3 separate regions of the Neogale vison genome follow, and all the other regions are linked to region 2. A link is a contact called in public Hi-C data. All regions are on one chromosome and are shown on one strand. The core of a region is the stretch at or near the end of the contact, and the rest is flanking DNA. Distances in the headings are between cores, read along the strand shown.

Region 1 (4,757 bases), core at 1,199-3,698, 530 kb after region 2:
TGGTTAACGTCGTTGGGGTCTTCCGTTAGATTTTTCCAGGTTGAGTCCTTGACCTGTAAGGAGAGGTCAGAATGTCAAAGCCGGAGGGAGGGGACTCTAAGAAGCAGTCTAGCCAAATTCCCTTATTAGACACTGAGACTTGGGGTCAAGGAAGGAGTCCAGTTTGTCTAAGGTATTAGTGGCAGATCCTGGTCTAGACTTTTCATCTGACTCCATAGTTCTGTCTCTGTTTGAGGAGAGAGGTCTCTTTCTATAAATTCTCCTTTCTCGTCCCAGTATTTAAAGGGCCATTGTGTGGCAGTGCAGGGGTATGAGATGCTTTTAAAGCAAAAGTGGATTCCGGCCATTCTTGTTAATTCCGTGGGGCAGTGGAGTAAGAGATTCTGGCTGGCTTCTGCTGTCTGTGTTTTATTAGGACACTGTGGATTCCCCTGCAGCCCTTCCTGTAAGAGATTACTTGACCCTGACATCACCTCTGTTTCCTCCACCCGCCTCCTGTCCTTTTTTGATCCAGTGAGTTATGGGAGGCTGAGGAGGAGCTCCTAGCTGGCTGTTTACTGTGCATAGTTGGGAGCATTAATAAAGAGAAGACGGATGAAGGATTAATAAGGAAGAGGACAGGAGAGTAATAGCCAACACAGTGAAATCTAGTTCAAGGCCTGTAATTCCCAGGTGCAGTGCTACACAAGATTAATGGCAGCATCTCTCATTCTTTCAGACCGTCTCTCTGCCTTATTCTTATGGGACTGGGCTGGACTGAGAAGCAGCTGGAGTGATCTTTGCCAAGACCAAACTCATGTGTTCATGAGATTTCCAGGTCCAGAGGAGGGAGTTGAAATTATCCATCATTTAGGAGTCTGTTTAGAGGACACTGGATCTAAGCACGTATTTTGGACCTTCTGATACTGAAATACAGGGTGTGAAAATCATTTTGCCAAGTCTGAAGTTCAAATTCTGGCTTTAATTAATTTGCTTTGACTCCAGTGAAGCCATGACCTTGCCCTGAACCTCAGTTTCTCCATCTATGCGATGGGAGGAGACGGAGGTGAAATAGATGATGTCAAAATTTCTCTCCATTCTGATTTCCATGAATCTCTGGTTAGCTCCTGGTCCCAGAGCAATGTGCAGCTGAGCCAGGTCTGGAATCCAGAACCGCCTTTCTCTTGGGTTTGCAGTGCTCATTATCTTAACTTTCACTGCCCATGGAGGTTTTAAACAGTGTGTTTGCCTCCCTCAGCTTTTAAATATTAAAATCACCCCCCCCCCCGCACCATGGGAAGGTCTCTTTTTGTCAAGGGACTTGTCTAAGGTTTTTTAAGGTGTTTTTAACTCTTGTGTGATGCCTGTGTGTGTTGGGTGGGGGGTAGGTGGCAGCGTCGGAAGAGGATTATGGAATATTAAAGAATTCAGGTAAATCTATGAAATAGTTAGAAAATGCACATCTGTATAGAATGTTGGCTATAATTTTAGGAGGCTTCTAGGGCTTCTGAAGGCCAGTGTAGATTCTAGGTTAAGCAGAAGGCATTCTTTGATAAGGAAGGCCCAAGATGACATTTGGCTACATTTTCTGTTGCTGCTAGATTTTTTGTAGTTCACCTGTGTTTCTCCTCGGAGCCTCAGCCTTGTTTATGAGTGTGACCTGCACAGTTCAATGTCTCAAACTGTTGAGTGATATTTTAACATTGAGACTGCTGTTCTGCTCGCTTCACTCACTCTCACTCACTCAAACTACTTCTAACCCAGATTCAGTAAAGGATAGCCATTTTTATATATTATTTCACTTAATCTGGCAAAACAGAAAATTATTTTTTTTGTCCGTTTTTCGTGTACAGAAGCTGAGATCAGAGTGATTGAGTAATCTGTCCAGTCATACAGCTAATAAATAACAAAGTCTGGATTCCAATCCAGATCTGGTCCCAAATATGTGAGTGCCTCTGGGGAGTCATACTGAATATGCATAGGGACAACGAAAATTCTAGAAACCATAGACATCCCAGGTAGAAAACGGTCCGTGGATCCCAGAGGAGTGCAGTCCATGTGTGCTGTGGGAGTTCAGAGAGGGACAAGATCACATATCCTGAATCATTCAAATGATAAATTATTAATTAAATGCTTATCTGGCACCTCAAGTCAGACTAAAACATGTTGGATAGTTGTATAAAATGCATTGTAAATAGCTCTTTTTTTTTTTTTTTCCTTTTTCTTCAAGCTCTGTCAGGTTAGTGGTCTTAATTTCTTCATTTTTGTCGGTGAGATGAGGAAGAGACAAAACAGATTAGAGTCCCAGTACCCTGATAGCTGTGAGTTATCAGCTGGATTGGAATGTCAGTGCTTTGGGGAATCTGCGTATTAACGTCTCTCTGTTAGACTGAGCGTGGGATTTTTTTAAACAGAGATAGACTTCTGACCATGCACGAATCAGCACAAATGCAGATGTGAGCAGCTAGAATTTGGATCGTGCCAAGATATAATGTCTGCCACATGTGTGAAGCTAATGCTTCCTGCTCAGTGACCCCCTGTGAGTGGACCTGGGAGCTCTGAGAGTGAAAGGTGGTGTCAGAGGGTCGGAGAGGCCCCAGAGATTGTCAGGTGCCATGTCTTCACCTCAGCTGTGGGGAAACAGAGGCAAAGGAGAAAGCAGACTTAATACCAGCCTCTGTGGTAGTGTCCACCTAAGATTTTCTGTCTTCCACTGCCTGATGCATAGCAGATAGACTCGATAGGCCAACACACCTGGATTGGGAATCTGGTGTTCTTCGTTGCATGACCTCTGGTACATGACCTGATTTCTTTGGGTCTCGGTTTTGTTGTGTGTCGAATGGAAATGGTACTGCCAGGACCATACTGCCAGGACTCTGGCGAGGACAAGTTCAGTACGTGGCAGCATGATGGTTAACCGGACTGGATGAGGCCATCGTAGCCTGAAGAGACAGGCACCCTTGTCCTCCTTCTCCAGATTCTACTTTTGATTTCATCTTGGTACCTTGTAGGCTCTGGCTTCTCTCAAAGTTTGGTCTGAAGACCAGGGACATCAGCATCACCTGGGAGCTTGTTAGAAATGCAGACCTCAAGCCACACTGCAGACCTCCTGAATCAGAATCTGCATTTTAACAAGATCCCCAGGTAGTTCCTATGCTCATTAGAGCTGGAGAAGCATTGTTTTATGCCTGAGATCAATGTCAAGACCATTGGCCATGGCCTGGTGCCAGTGGCTGGCATGCTGCCAGCCTTTTTGGGGCATGCCTTCCCCATGCCTTGCGATGGCGGGAGGGAAACCTGTGAAGTGGCTCCCTGGGAATCATGGAAGGCCAGCTTGAAGGAATCCAGCAGCCTTTATCTTTTCAACGCCTTTCATTTCCTCAGAAGTACGACTCACAGGGGTCAACCTGGGATTGGATCCCAAGTCTTTCTGCTCACAAAGTCCATGTTCTTTTCATTAAACCATGATGTCTCAGTCGAGAGGCACGCCGGGCTGTGCATGTGAGAACTCCCCATTCTCCTACCGCGCTGACGTTTCCACACTGGCTGTTTTACTCTGTTACTCAATTCCTAGAGGAGAAGATTTAAAAAAAAAAAAAAAAAAGGGAAAAAGGAAAAGAGCTTGAGTTGAAAGCCAGGATCCTGCAGCTTAATCAGTTATTTTCGTGTTTTAATGAGGGTGACTATTGTGAAATAAGTAATTATTAATTACTCAAAACTAATGAAATATTTTAGTTTCCTTGCTAAAAAAGCATATGGAAGCTAAAAGAAAGCATATGGGTGCTTTTCGGGAAGCATATTGGTGAATGGACAAATTACAGTGGTGCCAATATGCCTTTGCTGTCTGGCTGGGGCCATCACTGTGTGCTGGCATCTGAGTCCTTGTGTGTTTAAAGAGGTTTTTTTTTTTTAAATTCCCATCTGATGTGTGCCTTGAGTTGCCTCTGGAGTTACACAGGTCTGTCTCATAATTCTTCTGCCATGATGATTTCACTCTGACCTTGCTGGTTGCATGACTCTCGGTACACGGCCTTTGCCGTAGGTGGCCGCCATGCTCTTCTTTGCCAGATGGCTCCCATCCTCCGCTGGGGACTCAACGGGTCTGCCCTGCTGACGGCTGTGTGTTGAGACCGTCCACAGTGGTAGAGACAGAACCCTTTTAGACTGCAGAAAAGGAAGTGCTTGCTCCACAGGGGAGCCTGTGTGAGACCCCGGGCCAGCCACTGAGTCTCCCTGCACAGCAGGTTCCCTCCTTGTGAGGCTGGGAGGACCACGTCCATGCTCCACAGCTCGCAGGCACAGTTGTATATTCAGTGCGTGGTCCGCGTGCCCTTTGTTCCTCCTCTCCTTTCCTCTCTGTCTCTTCCCTCTTGCTCCATATTTAGTCCGTCTGGGAAGTAGCTTGATGGATTTGGAGGTGGCTGGAGCTATTTTTGCTGCTCTGGGGATTGCACACTTCTAGGCTTGGAATGAACAGAGGCAGCAAGATATGTTTAAGAAGGTGCTTGGCCGAATATCAGAAAACTGAGGTTGCAGACCAACCTGACTTAACAAGCATTTACTTGGCACCCACCTTGCAGGGTGGGTTGCTAAGAAATTGAAGAAGGGTGGTGGCAGGGGTATCGAGGTGAGTTTGAGTCCTGGCCAGCCAAGACTCAGTGTGACGCATGAGCTCAGTAGTTATACCTTGTGAGGGAGAGAATTTGAGGAACTCTTTTCTACCTGGGGGTTTCTTATAGAAACTGGATTGGAGTTGACTTTGGAAGGCAATTATATGG
Region 2 (5,077 bases), core at 1,080-3,579:
GGTTCCCTCTGTCCTGCCCCAGTTTTTTGGCTTTTTTTTTTTTTTTTTTGACAGGAAAAAAAAAAAGCATCTATTGATACTTTTCTTAAAAAAAAAAAAAAAAGTAAAGAGCCACAACATTTTCCTCCTGGAAACTATAAACTGAATGGAAAAAAAAATCCACAGAAGATTAAATCAGTTTCCTGTGGCTGCTGGTGGGGGGCGGGTAGATGACCAGCTCTCTCTCTCTCTGTGATGGACAGGGACCCAGTAACAGCTCTGGACTTTCCATACCCTATTTGGGGTTCTTGTCCAGGTTCAGTTGCTGGACCCCTACCACCAACTCTTAACCACTGCAAAAAGGGGCACCCCATTAAAGGGGTCTTTTTCATTCCTTTTTCTTTTTTTTTTTTAATCTATTGGGTTGTGTTTTTGTTTTCCGTGGAGTAGCTTCGAAACTCATTATTGTAACACTAGATCCATTTTTCGCCAGAGTTCCAATAACACGCATCATAAAGGCAATGCAATCCACAGTTCTCAAGACACTGACCACGGTCACTACCTCTCGCAGCGGGGTGGCCCCTAGCTCCCGCTGCCCAAGAGCGAAGCTCATTTCCGAGGATCCAACTCCCCACCCGCTCCCGCCCCGGGCCGCCGCCGCCGCCGCCTTCCCCCATTCTTACTCCCTCGAGGAGAGCCACAGGTTGCAAATCCAACCAACCTCGCAAAACGTTTTTGCAAAATCACTCACAAAGATCTCCCTTTCTCGCCCGCGCCCCCTCCTCCCTTGCCGGGTCCCTCATCCAGGGCCACAGCGTGCCCTTCTCTCCTCCCGGGTCTTGCACGTAGGAACGCGGGCTGGGGCTGTTTTTCCCCTAGCCCCTTGCAAGGACCTCGGGAACCTGAAGCCTGACGTCGTCTACTCTCCGGTCTGCAGTTGTCTTTTTACAAAGCTCGCACCATGGGAAAAAATAAAACAAAATTAGGAGAGGCGGGGGAACAGCCATTGGGAGCTAACACCGAGTCACGCAGCGCCCAAAACACAAACACCGCGACCGCCAGAAATCCCGCCACCTTCCCGCTCGGCTGGGCCGTCCTGTGAAGGTTCCCAGAGTCCCCGCACGCTAAACAGCACCGCAGGTGCAAACGCGCACCCCTTTGCCACCCACCCCCCAAATCCCTGTCCCGCCACCAGTCTCTCCCCTCAGGATGAGGAGAGGGAGCGCGCGGGGGTTCCCGACTCCCTTGACTGCAACCAAGAAAGAATAATTTTCAAAGTATTCAACATCCCCGCCCCCAGGCAAGCTAAACCTCCCCCAAAACACAGGGTAAGGGGACACCAAAGGGGTCCACCAAAGGGGACACCAGAACACTCGGATCTCGTTAGGAAGACCGCGGATCTAAAAGGAAATAGTAGAAACGATACTTCAACTGGGCTTAAGGGGGAGGAGGGGGGAGAAAAACAAAACCCGAGGAGTTCGCTTGCATTTTTCCTCCCAAATCTCGGCTCGGAGGCAGGGAATCTAGAGGAGCGAGGCCGGTGGAAGGGAGCCAGCGGGGCGAGCGAGCGGGCAGCCTCCCTCCTCGCCTCCCGGAGTCACCAAGAAGGACGGGAGAGGAGAAGGAAGGAGAGGCGAGGGAAAGGAGGAGGGAGGGAGGGAAGAGGAGGCAGGAGCGAGGGAGCGAGGAAGGCAGTTTGCAAGCGAGAAAAGAGGGAAAAAACACAGCCGCCCGAATCCAGCGAGATCACAAGCCGTACGCAAGCAGCAGCAGAAAGAGCGAGAGCGCGAGCGCGCGTCCTCTCCGTCGTCTGGGGCCAGACAGCCCCCAGACTTGCCCGGAGCACCCCCCGAACACTGTCTCGTCCTCTCGGCTCCGGCCGCCCCCTAATTCCCCTCCTTCCTCTCCTCCACCTCCTTTTCCAAAACCAAAACAACACAAGGGAGGGTGGCAAAAGCCTCCCCAAACCGGCCGATTCACTCAAAGACAACAAGAATAAAATAACAAATATATAAAAATCTATATCCTAGAGTGGGAGAGACGTGGGACTAATCTTCGGCATTTATTTTAACACCTGACAGCTAGAATAAATAAATATATACATTTATATCAATAGATACACATAGGAAACTTGGAGCCAAAGCATTTGGCAAGAGCGGAAAAAAAAAGAATTAAAAGGTAAAATAATGATCATGAGCAGCGGCGGCGGCAGCGGCACCAGCGGCACCAGCGGCGGCGGCGGCAGCAGCAGCAGCGGCAGCAGCAACAGCAATAATCACCTGGTGTCCGGCCTTTCCTAGAAACTTCTTGCATCACCACTTCTAAGAACCCCAGTTCTAAGAATCAACAGAGCTCAATTCTCGGAATTTGAGCTGCGGACTTTACCACTGCTACGAGGCAGGGGAGGACTCGGTGTCAGCTCTCCGGGACTTTTGCCTCTCTTAGCCCATGGAAAGCCCTCAAAGCCACAATATTTTTCCAGTTCCCAGAAGATTTCGAGGTCCTCAGCTGCGGAGCGTCTCGGATTCGGAGGTTCCGGTTCGAGGCTCGAGGGGCCAGACGGCGTCCCTCCCTCCCGGGGCCCCGCACGATGGTACAGTCTGCTCCGCCAGCGTCACGTGGGCGCCCCCTCTGTGACGTCGGCGTCTTCGCTGTAGCAAAGCTCGGCCTCTGGAATTCTGAGAACTAATTTGCTATTCGGTGACATAAGAGGGGGAGTGCGCTTTGCTTTCCCGGGGTCTGGGGCTAATTCCTCCTCTCTTACCCATAAACTCAGCTACTCGAGCTAAATACACAAAAGGGAGAGAGAGGTTCGACCCGTTGGAAAAAGTCTGTTATATATAGTAGCTTTAGAGGCGAGTAAGAGAAAAAAACAATAAACACCACAGCTCTTTCCAGCTAGAATATTAGGCACCACGAGAAAAATATTTGCCAAGCAGTTTTCGGTGGGTTCATTTGCTTTATTTTATTTGGGACGTCTTTCGGTTTTCTTTTGTTGTTTTTTTTCCTTGTTGATGTGGTGGCTTGGGATTTTTTTTTTCCTTTTTTTGGTGGTTGTATTTTGATGATTTTCGGATTTTTTTCTTCTTCTGATTTTTGCCTTTTGCAAGTTTGTGGTGTTACGTAAATACTAGGATCCCGCGTCGGTTGGATTTTGTTTTGTGTGTGTGTGCTTCCCACCCCCACTTTCTAATCGCTCAAGCGCTTTAAAGAAGATGTGTTATTTTAATATTGAGACTATTGAGAGCGGCTTCAATTTTTGATCGCATGTAACAATCCCAACCCCCACTTTTTTTGGGGGGGGGTGCAATTTTCTTTTTCCCTTGGACTTTTTTTTCTTTTTTTTTACTGAGAGGAGGCTCTCCTGCACTTGAGGGACATGTTCAAAGGATTTGTTTTGGTTTGGTTTATTTCTTTCCAGGACAGCAAGTGGTGGGTTTACTCTTTCTGTTATTGTTGACTGTTCGGACATTTCTTGTTGAAAGAAACGTGTGTGTGTTTGGGTATGTGTACGCGTGTGTTCTACCAAATTAGGTGAACCAAATACATGTTTGTGTTTTGCTTTTTCTTAAGGTCTCGATCCCCCGCGCTCCCCCCCACGCCCGGCTCGTTTCAAGGTCGTTGTAAAAAAATCTCTTCTGTCTGTGTTTAAGAGATCAGCCGGAGGGAATTCTAAAGGCCTGCCGTGCCAGTATCACAGATACTGCGTGTGTTTAGAACAGCCTGTGCTACAACTACAGCGCGCGGCACGCAGCACAGGCTCCTTAGCTCCCGAGCTCACTTGGGAGGAGGAGGAGGATAAGTGGGGGGAACTCTTTCTTTTCTTTCTTTCTTCCTTCTTTCCTTTCTTTTTAAAGGCAAATGCAGTGCGGAATCATTTCACTGCGGGCCTTGGTTTGTTTATTCAGAACTGCCAGTTTCCCTATTTAAATGTTGGTTGGGGTTTTTTCCCCTCCTACTCATCCCCGAATGAGGGAGACTCTTGTTTCTTTTATGTCTCTCTCTTAAAAAAGGGTGTGAGGGGAAAATAATATTTCAGATTCCTCAAGAATTAACCCAAAATGTTTGGACCAGAAGCAGCTTTCAAAGGTCAGGCTGTTCTGAGCCTTGGCTATGAGAGTCCTTCAGGCGACTCATTAAATTACAGATGAGTTCTTAAAGGTTCCACAAAATTTCTGCACTTGTTAATTTCCAAAAAAGATATGTCCCAAAATACTCTACCTCTCCCAACCTTAAATTTGGGTTTAAAATGGAGAAGTGAGCAGAGCTACGAAAGATTACGGGCTGTTTCTTGGGATATTTGGGATCTCTTTCCCTGGAAAAGTCCGTAAGAAGTTCAGATCTGTTGCTGAAAATGTTATTGTCAGTGCACCCCTCCCGCCGCCACCACTTTTAAAAGGCCGTGTTGGGAATTTTAGATCCAGAAGAGGTCCAAAGGGGTTGATTATTTTCCACAAGTTCTGGAGCTTAGAAAATATGCCTAAGTGTCTGTTCCTATGAAATCTGAATATTTTAATACTTATTGACAGATGGATTACTGCAGCCTCTGCAGAAAAGCCTGTCTTGTAAAGGATTTTTGAAAAATATACATAGGCCTAATCCTGTCACTGTTGTTGAAATGAACATTTTACCCCCAAAGACACATGATATTGTCAAGTGCAGATTCATTCTGCCAGAAGGCGGACTATCTGCTTTTTTATTGTCTCCTTCCCCTCCCTTTTCAGAGTTTTAAATGAATTCCACTGGATTCAAAACGATACCCCGATTTTGCCAAAGCGATTTTCTCTGTGCATTTATATGTGTGATATTTTTTTATCATTGAGAGTAGGAAGAACTTCAAGTTTTCTCAGGTGTATCTGTATAGGGTTTGGAATGTGAAATGTATGGCTCTGCTCTGTTATTGATCCTATGATGGAGTTACTTTTATGATTTTTGGTCACTTTTCTAATCAAAGTTGCCACCGTGCCTCATTGGTCCATTGCCATCGCCCCCCACCACCCCAACCTTAAACACGGTTTGTCCCTCCTGCGTTCTCTTTGCCACTTCAATCTTAGCCCCATGGGGGCGCTGCAGAGCAGAGGGAAATCTGCTCCCACTG
Region 3 (4,818 bases), core at 1,247-3,746, 750 kb after region 2:
CAACATTTATTTTTCTTTCAAGAAGCCTCAGCTCTGCTCTCAAGGCCTTCCATTCTAGCTTTCAATCAGGCTGGCTCAGGTTCTTTAGGATCATCTCCCTTCCTTACAGAAGGGTTACAGGCTTTCAGCACATCCACAAAGTACCTTTGTAGCCATAACCTAGGTTAGTGTTTGATTGAGTTTTGGGGGCCTGGGGCCTAGGAAAACTGGCCATCACAGAAGGCGAGCCATTTCCGACAGAAGAACAGTGAAGCCATGGGCACTGGGAGCTAAGAAAAGGTTCAGGAAGAGTGAGCATGCCAGTGTCATCTTTGGGAATGGTAGCTAGAAATGAGGACAGACACGGGAGCTGGTAAATGTGGACAAACTGGTGTTCTGCCTTCAGCATGTGGAGAGCTTCGCTCTGGAGATAGAGCTGTTGTTGGTCATATAGTTTCTTGGTGTTCATTCTGAGTTAACAAACAGCAGCACTAATGGTAGTTTCTCGTGCATTCTTAACTTGAGTTGCCATTTACTAGTATGTTTATGTGCTTCTTCAAGGTGGAAATCGTCTGACTAAAACACATTCTCCTCCACATGGCTGTCATCCCCCGGTCTCCTGGCCCTGGCAGTCACTCACTGACCACCTGGCGTATGGCTCACTGCCTCGCCTGTGTCCAGGCTTTTCTTCTGTTTGGAAGATCTTCTCAGCCCCTTGACCATTTATGTCCTGTGTTAATCTCCAATTAGCTGCGGCCTCCATTCCCCAGGTTACACCCCGGGGTCCTGTCATTGCTTTGTTCATTAATTATAAAATTGAAACAACAACAACAAAAACCAAAAACTCCCTCTGGACATAAGCCTATATTCTTCCAGCTCTCCTTCAGACAGCTCCACTCTGCTCTTCCTCAGTGTCTTTGCCTTCTGTGAACTTGACTTGCTGAGGCCCATCCGTCTCGCTCTCTGGGTATTTTGTCTATACTCCACTCTCTCCCTTGCTGTCCATTTTACCTCCAAGATACTTCACAGACCTTTACTTTTTTCTGTCTGCACTACCTATAAAGATTCCAGGTCACCCTCATCTCATGGGTACCAGGTTGCTGTCACATTGGTGATAAACTTCTAAGGTGTTTCCTAGTTGTCACTCCCCTTGCTCCCAGGCTTTTCCACTCAGCTGTGTCTCAATGCAAATTTCATTGTACTACTCTCTTCTAGAGCCTTATCTCCTTAGCCCCTTAGTATAAGAGTGACAAGGAAAACAGACTCTGAAATCAGACAGAAATAGGTTTGAATCTCACTTCCATGCTGTGCGAACTCGGACAAGCAACCCCTTTTGATTCATTCCCACGTGTACAATAGAAATATTAATAGCATTTTCCAATTTAGGTGTTTTGTGCCTCTACATTTTCTTCTTCTACAAGTCGTTGTCTGGTGCTCCATGCTCTGCCTCCGCTGGTCTTCTTCCAGATCCCCAAGGACACTGAGCTGCCACTGGACAGTCCCGTGCTATTTTCTCTGCTGGGAACACACTCTTGCCCCCTGCCCTCTATTGCCATGTCTCAACATGGCTGTCATTCGCCTAGAAAAATGTCCATCCACCTCCTGTGCTCTTAGTTTAGGGACCCTTGCTATATGCTTCTGTGTTTTTTCTCCTTGAACTTGTGAATCCCCATACTTTTCACCCTGTCCTGGATATATTCATGTCCTCCCTGCCTCCTCCCCCATGATCACCCACTTCTCCAACTCTGTGGGTTCCACAAGGACATAGACTATGACCCTAACTTGTTAAGCTTCCCATTCCTGCTGTTCTGTGGTTGATGGATTGTCTAGCAGAGATCAAGCTCCGGGTAGATATTTGATGAATGCTTATAGATGAGACTGTCTTATTAGCTCACAAACATTTCCAACAAAGTGACCACATCATTTTTTTTTTCTTTTTTCTGGAGAAGAACACATATCATAAACTATAATTCTCCTACCTCTGTAGTGGTTCCCTGGGAACCTGAGCACTTCCAGAGAGCTGTTTACAGAATCAAATCAAGTGGTAGTTTACTAGGAGGGAAAGCCCCAGGACAAGTCCCTTCTCTTGACCGCAAAGTTCTGTGTTTTCTATCTTTTCCTCTTGAAATCTTGGTTTCAGCAAAGCAACTTTTTGATTCCCTCCTCCCAGTAATACTATAAATGTAATACAGAAATGTGTACGCCCTAAATCCTTCATCGATTATTATGTTAAGCCCTAGGTAGGGCGGGGGAGCAGATAACACACTTATTTTTAGCATTACTTGGAAGGAAGTTTCTAGGTATATAACTGACAAGCATTCATGGAGAGCTGCTTTACTTTCCTATCAAGCTTTTGGGGGACTTCTTTTTTTTTTTTTTTAAACAGTTCTGTATGCTGAAAGAAAGTTCATAAATTTTAAAAGGAAATGTGGTCCTTTTCATTAGCTCCCTTTACCTCATGCTGAGTCATGGATGAGAGAGAATTTGTAGGCGGCTGAGCTGCAGGAAAAGTAATACTGTCATTTACACTCGCAGGCTGTTATGCTTTCCAGAAAACTTTTTCCGTAGGTTGTGAAAGTGATTAATCTGCTGTTAAAACTGACAAAGAAGGTTCTCTGATAAGAGCAAGAATTAAATGAGGGATTTTTTTTTCTTTAAAAAGTAAGCTCCTTTTTCCAGTTTTAGACTAGAAAAAAATAGGTTTACTTTTTTTGTTTTTTTGTTTTTTTTTTTTTACTTTTGGCCTTTTGTGTGTACGTGTGAATTTGGTCATGACATGAAATAACAGGATATTTCCTATTTTAAATTATGTCTATTTATTGGGATGGTTCTTGTCTCATGTTTTATATCTGAATTATTCTATATCCTGTTCCATTGCTTGTTTTTTTTTTTCTTTCATATTTTTTTATGTGGGCCTTATTTTTAATACTTCCCACATCCTCTTACTTCTCAACCCCACATCTCTTCAGCCCACTTCTTTTTTAATGTTAAAACTGGCAAAGAGAGCCTAACTTACTTCTGTGATATAAACTCCTTCCTCTCTGAAAAATTCCATCCGTGCAGTATTTCTACAACAGTTTGAAAACTTGAGCAAAAGTTATTTGGCATTATAGAAATGTAGCATCATTGCCTGAAGAGCTTAGAAGGTATATTTTTTCTCACTCGTTATTTAAGAAATGACTTTGAAATGTAAAGCATTTCCACTGAATTCTAGCAAATATACCTGTCATTCGTTCTTTTCTCTAGGGACCCCATGTTTCAGGGAACCTAAAGGAACAGACAAATAAATCACTTGACATAACTTTTTTTTTATAATTTCGCAGAGAATCGGTGACTCATTTAGAAAATCAGAGTCCTCAGAAAGATAGAATAACACGTTAGAGGTTTATTGAACTTGTTGCCTTTGGCATTTTAATACCTGGGTTTTATAACAAGTTCATAGGAGTTGTAAAAATGCACTGGCCTGACCCTCTTCCTTTTATATTACTTTTTAAAAACTTTAAAAATATTTTTTTTTGGTATGTTCAATTAGCCAACATATAATACATCATTAGTTTTTGATGTAGTACTTAACAATTCATTTTTCTATTTCTATACTTCACCATTTGGATTAGGGTATGTCAGGTTATTTTACTTTTTTTTTTTCTTTTTCTTCTTTTTTTTGAAGACTGACTTCTGAATTTGAGCCATTTTCTTGGTGACTGAATGGATTCCTGAGAGACAGCTCTTACCACTCTGGTATCGGTGCCGAGGGTGAGGAAGGGAAGAGACCAGAGAAATGCCTGCCCCCTTCTCTAACATGGTGGGCCAGCATGATGGACTTGACATTCCAGTTTTAGTACTAGGGGCTGACATGTACACACCTTGCTTTTGCCCTGGGGCTATGGGTCCAGGTTTTAAAACGCTGAAGTTGAAAATGTAAAACCATTTTTAATTGAAAACCTGTTAACTATCACTATGTATTTATATGTACATTTCATAGGAGAAAAAATAGTGAACACAGAAGTGTACTTGTTTTATATCTGAATTGCCAAGATTATTTCTGTTCCTTTGTTAAATGTGTATGAAATATACAGAGTGTGTTTGCGTACAGAGAGAGCAGCATTATTAACACTGCTGTGGCGTCCCTTCGTCCATCTTCAAGGTGTTGTCACAGGTATTTCCTGGCCGCCTCTTGTAATAAAAGATTGCAGTTTTTGGCTGGGGGGTTTCCTTGGGGCAGGATGAGGTGTGGAGACCCTTTACACTGTCCTTTTAAGGAGAGCAGGGTCACTGATAACCTACAGAAGTGGCTCTCTCCAGATTTGTTTCAGTTTTCATAGCAGCATGGGATAACTTTTAAACAAAGGGAAAAAAACCCTCCCTTGGTTGGTGTTTCTCTTCTATTGTTGAGATGCGCTGTCGTAATTCAGTGGCAGTATTTTTTAAGTTAAGAACGCTCTGATTTGACATTTTTAACAGGAAAAGGTTCTATAGATATTACAGAAAAATCTTTTTCTTAACTAAATGCCAGCGACAAAATTTAGACCAGAAAGTAGTCATGAAGCCACAGTAATGAGATATGATTGTGGTTTAGTGGAGAAAGAAAAGGCCCGCGGGGAACGGTACAAGTGCCGTAAATTATCAGTCACGACTAAATAGGTCTCATTAGTCCACCATTGACTATGTTTAATTGACATTAGAAAGGAATCTAAAAAACTTTGCGACTATATAGAAGAAAACTTGGTCTTAAACTAATCAAAGTGATTAGCATCTGTTTTAAAAATTAGCAACAGTTGGTTGTGTGTTGGGGTCCACAAAGCGGCAACCCTCTCATTGGCAGGTGCTTAGAGAAAAGCC

The links. A called contact is a pair of places that touch in the nucleus more often than the background predicts.
Region 1: a contact with region 2 is called in a Hi-C map of muscle, with 12 times the contacts expected there. The contact joins the enhancer-like site here to the promoter of BCL6 in region 2. A contact is called at or near these places in 2 of 3 Hi-C or Micro-C datasets (muscle and tongue).
Region 3: a contact with region 2 is called in a Hi-C map of fibroblasts, with 7 times the contacts expected there. The contact joins the enhancer-like site here to the promoter of BCL6 in region 2. A contact is called at or near these places in 2 of 3 Hi-C or Micro-C datasets (fibroblasts and muscle).

The regions. Positions count from the first base shown.
Region 1 is chr6:110,691,608-110,696,364 of ASM_NN_V1, forward strand. All of the region lies in intron 5 of LOC122908796 (lipoma-preferred partner), which reads left to right. Among named protein-coding and RNA genes, the nearest start is that of BCL6, 530 kb to the left of the region's middle. Within about 2 kb of position 2,449, the one cell type or tissue checked has open chromatin away from gene starts, as enhancers often do.
Region 2 is chr6:110,161,244-110,166,320 of ASM_NN_V1, forward strand. It overlaps BCL6 (B-cell lymphoma 6 protein), which reads right to left and starts at 2,330. Exons shown (of 9, transcript XM_044251971.1): 1 at 2,259-2,330.
Region 3 is chr6:110,909,950-110,914,767 of ASM_NN_V1, forward strand. All of the region lies in intron 8 of LOC122908796 (lipoma-preferred partner), which reads left to right. Among named protein-coding and RNA genes, the nearest start is that of TPRG1, 550 kb to the right of the region's middle. Within about 2 kb of position 2,497, the one cell type or tissue checked has open chromatin away from gene starts, as enhancers often do. A contact at or near this core is called in fibroblasts, where this site is marked.